Regions from separate parts of the Danio rerio genome. Here region 2 is linked to region 1. Evidence: chromatin contacts called from public Micro-C data. All regions are on one chromosome and are shown on one strand. Each heading gives the region's core, a stretch centred on a gene start, on an enhancer-like site or on the middle of the called end of the contact. The rest is flanking DNA. Distances are from core to core; before and after follow the strand shown.

Region 1 (3,337 bases), core at 756-3,255:
TTTCATATTATTATTTTATTAAACAAACAAACCAGTTTTTGTTTTGGCTCTGCATGCAGCGTATTGGATCTTTGAAGCATTGCACTTCAAATGTTATTCCTTCTTTTTTTTTTATTGTATTTTTAATATTTTTAATTATACAACACAAAATTGGTTCTAAACAGATACATTTTCCTATAGGCTATGATGAAGTGTATATTTTTGTTCACACAGGTCCTATACAAAACTGTGTGGATGGATGATTTGTTTCTCCGTGAAAATCACTCATTTAATAAGCAAAACAGGCCAAAATGTTGTTTAGCTTGCGTCAAACTGGATGGACAATTTACAAACATATTGAATACAAAGGCTGGTTATTTTATGCAATGAGGGACCTATTACAAATTAAAGAAAATTATATGCATATTAAAACGAAAATATATAATACAACAACAGATCCTACCTCAGAAATGACTTTAGATAATGTAAATAAGCATCAAGTTTTTTTTTGAGATTGTGTGTCTAATTCAGTAGTGTAGTGCGTTCGCGTGGGTTTCCTCCGGGTGCTCCGGTTTTCCCCACAGTAAAAAGACATGTGGTACAGGTGAATTGGGTAGGCTAAATTGTCCATACTGTATAAGTGTGTGTGTATGTGTGGATGTTTCCCAGAGATGGGTTGTGGCTGGAAGGGCATCCGCTGCATAAAAACTTGCTAAATAAGTTGGCGGTTCATTCCGCTGTGGCGACCCCAGATTAATAAAGGGACCAAGCCGACAAGAAAATAAATGAATAATGTGCAATACTAATTTAAAATACGTATCACTAACCTTATATGTGAAATAGCAGGGCCCGCTGTAGCACTTTCTCAAGAAGAGCAAATGTCAAATTATTAGCGCAACGCACATGTAGCGAGCTCATCTGTTTGTCGGAACTACTAGACACAATTTTTTTATCAACTATAATGTGTTTAATTGGTTCATTTGAAATTTATTTCATTATTCCAGCAATAATTGTTGAGTGAAAGAATGCGCTAGAAATATGCATTGCGGCTCCCTTTATTGTACAGGCTTATTGCACTTAAACTTTTTTAGGTTCGGCTCTCGAATTAGTAAGGTTATGAGTAAATGTTATTTAAAATATTTAAAGCCTGCCATCTAGCCTACAATAACAGCAAATTTAATAATAAAAAAAATAATAAGACAGGCCTACTTTGGCGTTGCAATAAAATAGTATTAATTATCAAATAAATAATTACAATATATAATTAAAATAGGAAGAAATAAATGAAAACAAATGGTACCCTTTGTTTTTATAGCAGGGCCCAAAGTGTTCTTATTCTGGTTCTGGTAACAACTATTAAAAAGAAAAAAATCACACCAAACAATAAAAACACTAGTAACTGATAATAATAATAATAATAATAATAATAATAATTATTATTATTATTATTATTATTATTATTATTACAAGCCCTTGCTCTGAAACAATCATGCAAACCAGGTGCTGCTCGGAAATGGCTATCTTTGCTCTGCATCAGGTGCACAGCAGCAAGAAGCTTGGCAGTGAACTATGACCTTATTTTAATGACAAATGTCTAAAAATACTGCTGATTTACGTTTTTATTTAATTTATACATACGCAATGAATGTAAGCCTGCTAACTGTGTGTGGTTCAAATGATAGAATATGTAAACTTTGTTTATATATATAATTAAATAATAATAATTAAAAGCCTGCGTGTAAGGCTTTTATTTTGAGGGTGACGTCACGAGCGCAGATTTGGTTAACCAATTAGAGGAAAGTGGGTGTTTCAGCACCGCCTACATGTGTAAAATGAATTTTAAAGTCGTTTATCCGTTTTCCTACCCTAAACCAAAAAACGAAAATCCAGCCAAAATCTCGTTTTTTCGTTTTCTCGTGAGCAAAAGAAAAACGGAAAAACGGACGTTTTCTCCATTTCCTTTATTCCGTTTGAAAATGGAAAACAAATGAACAAAACGTACACGGACCATTTTCAACAGGCTTTTCCAGTGCTCTTTTCACAGACAGTTGGTATACAGTACGTTCTCATGCTCGTTCACACAGCGAGAAGGTATTTGATGAAAAATAGGCGTCTACTTACCAAAATGAGTATTGTGTGAAAGACAATGAACTCTGGGCCAGCAGATGGCGACTGCAGATCAAAACTTCAGAACTGATGTGAGTTTTTGTTTGGTGATGTCACCAGCCGCTTGCTGCAGTGCTTAGCGATAATTTATTATTTTTTATTTTTTTATTTTTATTTAGCCTTCAAATAACAACTTCCATTGTTAAACATATATAACATTGTATCCAGGCAGCATATAATAAACAAAACAGTACAAAATATAAATAATAATAACATAAATAATCCTTAAATAATACAAAAGAAAATACTTTCAATGGGGTCAGTCCATATAAGCTGACAAAAGTTTAGAGAGCTTTGAGGCACCTTTTGTTTTTACCTGTTTTATGGATTTATATAAAATGTTGGAAATAAATTTTAAATGCTTTGAAACAAGGACAAACTTTAACAAATCTACATTTGTAAATATAAAATTTTGCTACAATCAACATATTATTACACAGAAGTTTAATTTCTTTGTTTTTATAAAAATGCCAAATTTTGCTAATCAATAACATCCTTCTCACTAGCAGTGCACAGTAGATTTTATTAGTATAATTTATTTAATTAAGTTTTATTTCATTAAAATTCAATAAATTAGTTTTAAATAAACACCAAAAACTTCCAGAAATGTATTATTTCCTTGGTTAATAGGCCTGTGTAAATAATTTACAATAAATAAAATTAATAAAATCTGCACCCTGATGAAGGGTGTTTTGGCTGTTTTTTGTTTATTTTATTTTGTTTTGTTTTATTTTATTGATTTTATTAACAATTACATTTGAATTGTTATTCAGTCTATGAAACGGCTGCCTTTCCACACAACAATTTTCAAAATTAAGTACAACTTAAAAAAAAACAAACAAAAAAAAACTACTATTTGAAAGATCTTAACCCTCCAAAAAAGCTTTTTTCCTACCTCTGGCACAAAATCCTTATTAATTATATTGTTTTTCTTTAAGCAAGAGAGTCTCGCTTGTACCACATTGTTACCTGATAATAAGTATGACATTACAGTAGTAAAATAACAAATAGCTTTTTAAATTCAAATGTTTTTCAAATAAAATGTCCTCTTTTATGCAGCTATCAATAGAAAGTCTGTATTATGAGATTTTTAACTTTGAAAAATAAATGTGACATGTAAATTGTTTGCACTGAAAATTTTAATTCAAATTTAAAAAAATACAAATGAACTTAAATTTTTAATTTAGTCCAC
Region 2 (3,144 bases), core at 212-2,711, 140 kb after region 1:
AGCTATATGCGCAGCTAGTGTTTTTCAGCCAACAATGAACTTCCAGTGAAAGCTTTATGTATAAGGCTTCATTTATAAGGTTCCTTTTACAGCATCGATGCTGTGATGCAATTCAAATATAAGGAGTTAAATAGACTTAAGCATCCATTTTGTTGTTAAAGCGTAAAAAGAGACGAAAGACCACTTAAAAGTAGGCGGCATCATTAGCAGCAGTCTAGCGCAAAAACTATTAAAATGCTGGGGCAAAATATAATTTAATGCAGTGCTTCTTGTATGGTCTAATACCCACTTTATATCGTATCTGAGGCAGGCAGTGTTGCTGTTTTTTTTTTTTTTTCCAGAAATCAGATTTTAAACGCTGCTATTTTGTATGAGATGACAATTAACCGGAAGCCTGGGGCTGGCTTACTGAAATTAAAAGTCTGTGTGCAAATACCTCATTTAACTGGAAACAAACAGGAAGTGCATTTTCAGATTTTAATTAAAGATTAGATGAAAACTATTTTTTTCTTAGGGACATGCACAGATTAATTATTTACCTCAAAACTAGCAATGTGAGCTAACAAAGTTATGTGTTTAATTCAGATATATTGGGGAGTTTAAACAGTTTCCACTGCTGGAGGGTTGTGGAGGTATAAATAGTGTGTACTTAGGGTGAACTATCCCTTTAATTGTCAGATAGGGATCTAGCAGGAAACGTCAAAAATGTTAACGAGAAAGGTGTGAATGCTGTTAAACTGGTAAAACAGTAGTAGGCCCAACGATTTCCATGTCTAGAGCCCGCGCGCGCAATGGAGCGCTGCCGTCCACAGACTCATCTCAAGTGCTCTCAAAAGGAAGCACGAGACCACTCGGAGATGTCGTTGCAGTGACGTGTCGCCTGACGTAATCTTTAATTTAAGAGGAAACCCTGAAATCTCGGAAGAAAAAAGTAATTTTCGAAGGAACTCTGACAGCTCCCCTCGAACAAGTTTATGTTGTGCATGCCGATAATAGTTTATTTTGCACATGGAAAATACCTTATGTAGATAAACAGCATCACAAGAGAAAAATAAGTAGCCCAATAAGATACGCAAAAAGTTCCCAAGTTGCGTGCTAGTTTACGCTATTACACAGACAAAAAGTGTTATCAAATAAAGTTGCCCCAAATTTAATTTCTACCTTTAAATGTGTTCATTCAACGAATGGCTTCACTGAATAAGTAAGCAAGCAGAGAGGAATATTTCTGTTGGCTACATTAACCCACGCCTTCAGCTGTCGGGAATATTCCAGAAGGCTTTATGTCATACTTACACAACACATCACAATAGTCTAACCGGTTGCAGTTTTTTAAGTTCCTAAAATAGAAACAGAACTTCACCACAGAAGCATTACGTCTGTAAATCATACCTGTGAGTTTGTTGAATGAAAGTTCGGGAACAGCTTCTTCCGACTGATGTAAACTTTGCGATCTCCACACTTTGACTTGCAGCAACACATACCTGAGGTAAAATGTGTATAAACACTGCCTCTCATTTCAATACGCGATGACATCACGCGCCACTGATGTAGCCTATAGGCATCCAAGTCATTACTTCTGCTGGCAAAATTCAGTATTCACAAAAGCAAGTTCAATGATTGCAAGTCTATTATTTTGAGGTCAAAATTTTAGCTGTATAAAAAAACTATCTGTAATCTGAGAAATAAGAAAGCTGTTAAGTGTATTAATGTATACAAACATTTACATCTTTTTATTTAAAAATTGCCTATTTATTTAAGCACATTTTCCCCAAACAATGTTAGCCTATTTGGTTACATCTTTTGTTCTTACAAAGAAAATGGTATGAAAATTATATTGTATAAGTTAGACAGTTGCTAAATTTAAATACCTTGTTATCTTTTTAATGACTTTTTGATCAACAACTTCATTTTGTATAAGTGACTTTGATATAATTAAACAAAGTTATACTATTAAATGTATCAGAAATATTATAACAGGTGATACAGTTATACATCTTAAAATGGACCAGTGTATTTATAAATATGAAATGGAAATAATTGTTCTTGGGAACTATATTGTGAACATTTAAAATTCTCAAACTAAAGAGGTTATAATGAGATTTAACTTGGATACTAATTAATCTTCTGATTTTTGTTCTATGGAAAAGTACCCTATTGTCCATCTGTCTTGATATTGTACATAGGCTACACAAGGATTTTATAGGTGAATATGGAAAATTCTTTTAGGAAGAAAACAAATATGCAAATTCAAATCAAAATAAAATGATAAAATATCCATCTATTATGTTAATATACCAAACAATTTTATCTTCCTTGTAAAACATTTTATTTATTTATTTATTATTATTTTTTTTATTTTTTGTAAAGATTCACATAACAGTGGTCTAGGTCCAAGCCAAACTTTGTTTATTTTCTTTAAGAGGCTATTGGAGATTACTGCAGCAGTTTAGAGAATATTAATAATTTTAAAAAAGCCAAAGAAGCCTTGTAATTTGTTTCAGGAAAATATGATTTGTAATTTTTAAGTTTTGTATATAGTTGCATATATTGTATAATTTTGTATTTTCTTGGTTTGTTTTCAAAAATAAAAAGTCATATGTGTGATTGAAAATTTTAATATTTTTATTTTAATTTAGAAAAATAATCTTGCCCTACACTGAATAGAGTTGCCTTCTGTATTACTATCATTCTATTAGTACAATTACTCCTGCACTGAAAAAAAAGGGTTCATTGCAAATTGTTGCAAACCATTTATATAAGCTGAATTAAAACAAACAACTTAAGTACTAAATAGTGCTAATTTTAATATGTTTAAGTTTAAACCATATAAGAAACGCAGTTGCGCAGTAGGTAGTGTTGTCGCCTCAGAGCAAGAAGGTCGCTGATTCGAGTCTTGGCTGGGTCAATTGGCTTTTCTGTGTGGAGTTTGCATGTTCTCCCTGCATTCAAGTGGGTTTTCTCTGGGTGCTCCGGTTTCCTCCACAAGTCCAAAGACATACGGTACAGGTAAATTAGGTAGGCTAAATTGTCCATAATGTATGTGTTTGAATGAGTGTGTATGGATGTTTCCCAGAGATGGTTGCGCCTGGAAGGGTATACGCTGCAAAAAACATATGCTGGATAAGTTGGCGGTTCATTCCGCCG

Evidence for each region. Hi-C and Micro-C count contacts between places; a contact is called where the count stands out from the background.
Region 2: a contact with region 1 is called in a Micro-C map of caudal fin, with 12 times the contacts expected there. The contact joins the promoter of cpt1a2b here to the enhancer-like site in region 1. A contact is called at or near these places in 3 of 18 Hi-C or Micro-C datasets (caudal fin, hematopoietic stem cells and an unstated tissue) and 1 of 4 datasets of contacts at active chromatin or transcription factors (caudal fin).

The regions. Positions count from the first base shown.
Region 1 is chr3:30,960,261-30,963,597 of GRCz12tu, forward strand. No RefSeq gene overlaps it. Among named protein-coding and RNA genes, the nearest start is that of syt5a, 14 kb to the left of the region's middle. Within about 2 kb of position 2,006, at least 3 of the 62 cell types and tissues checked have an H3K27ac peak or open chromatin away from gene starts, as enhancers often do.
Region 2 is chr3:31,100,373-31,103,516 of GRCz12tu, forward strand. It overlaps cpt1a2b (carnitine palmitoyltransferase 1A2b), which reads right to left and starts at 1,462. Exons shown (of 20, transcript XR_012401061.1): 1 at 1,390-1,462.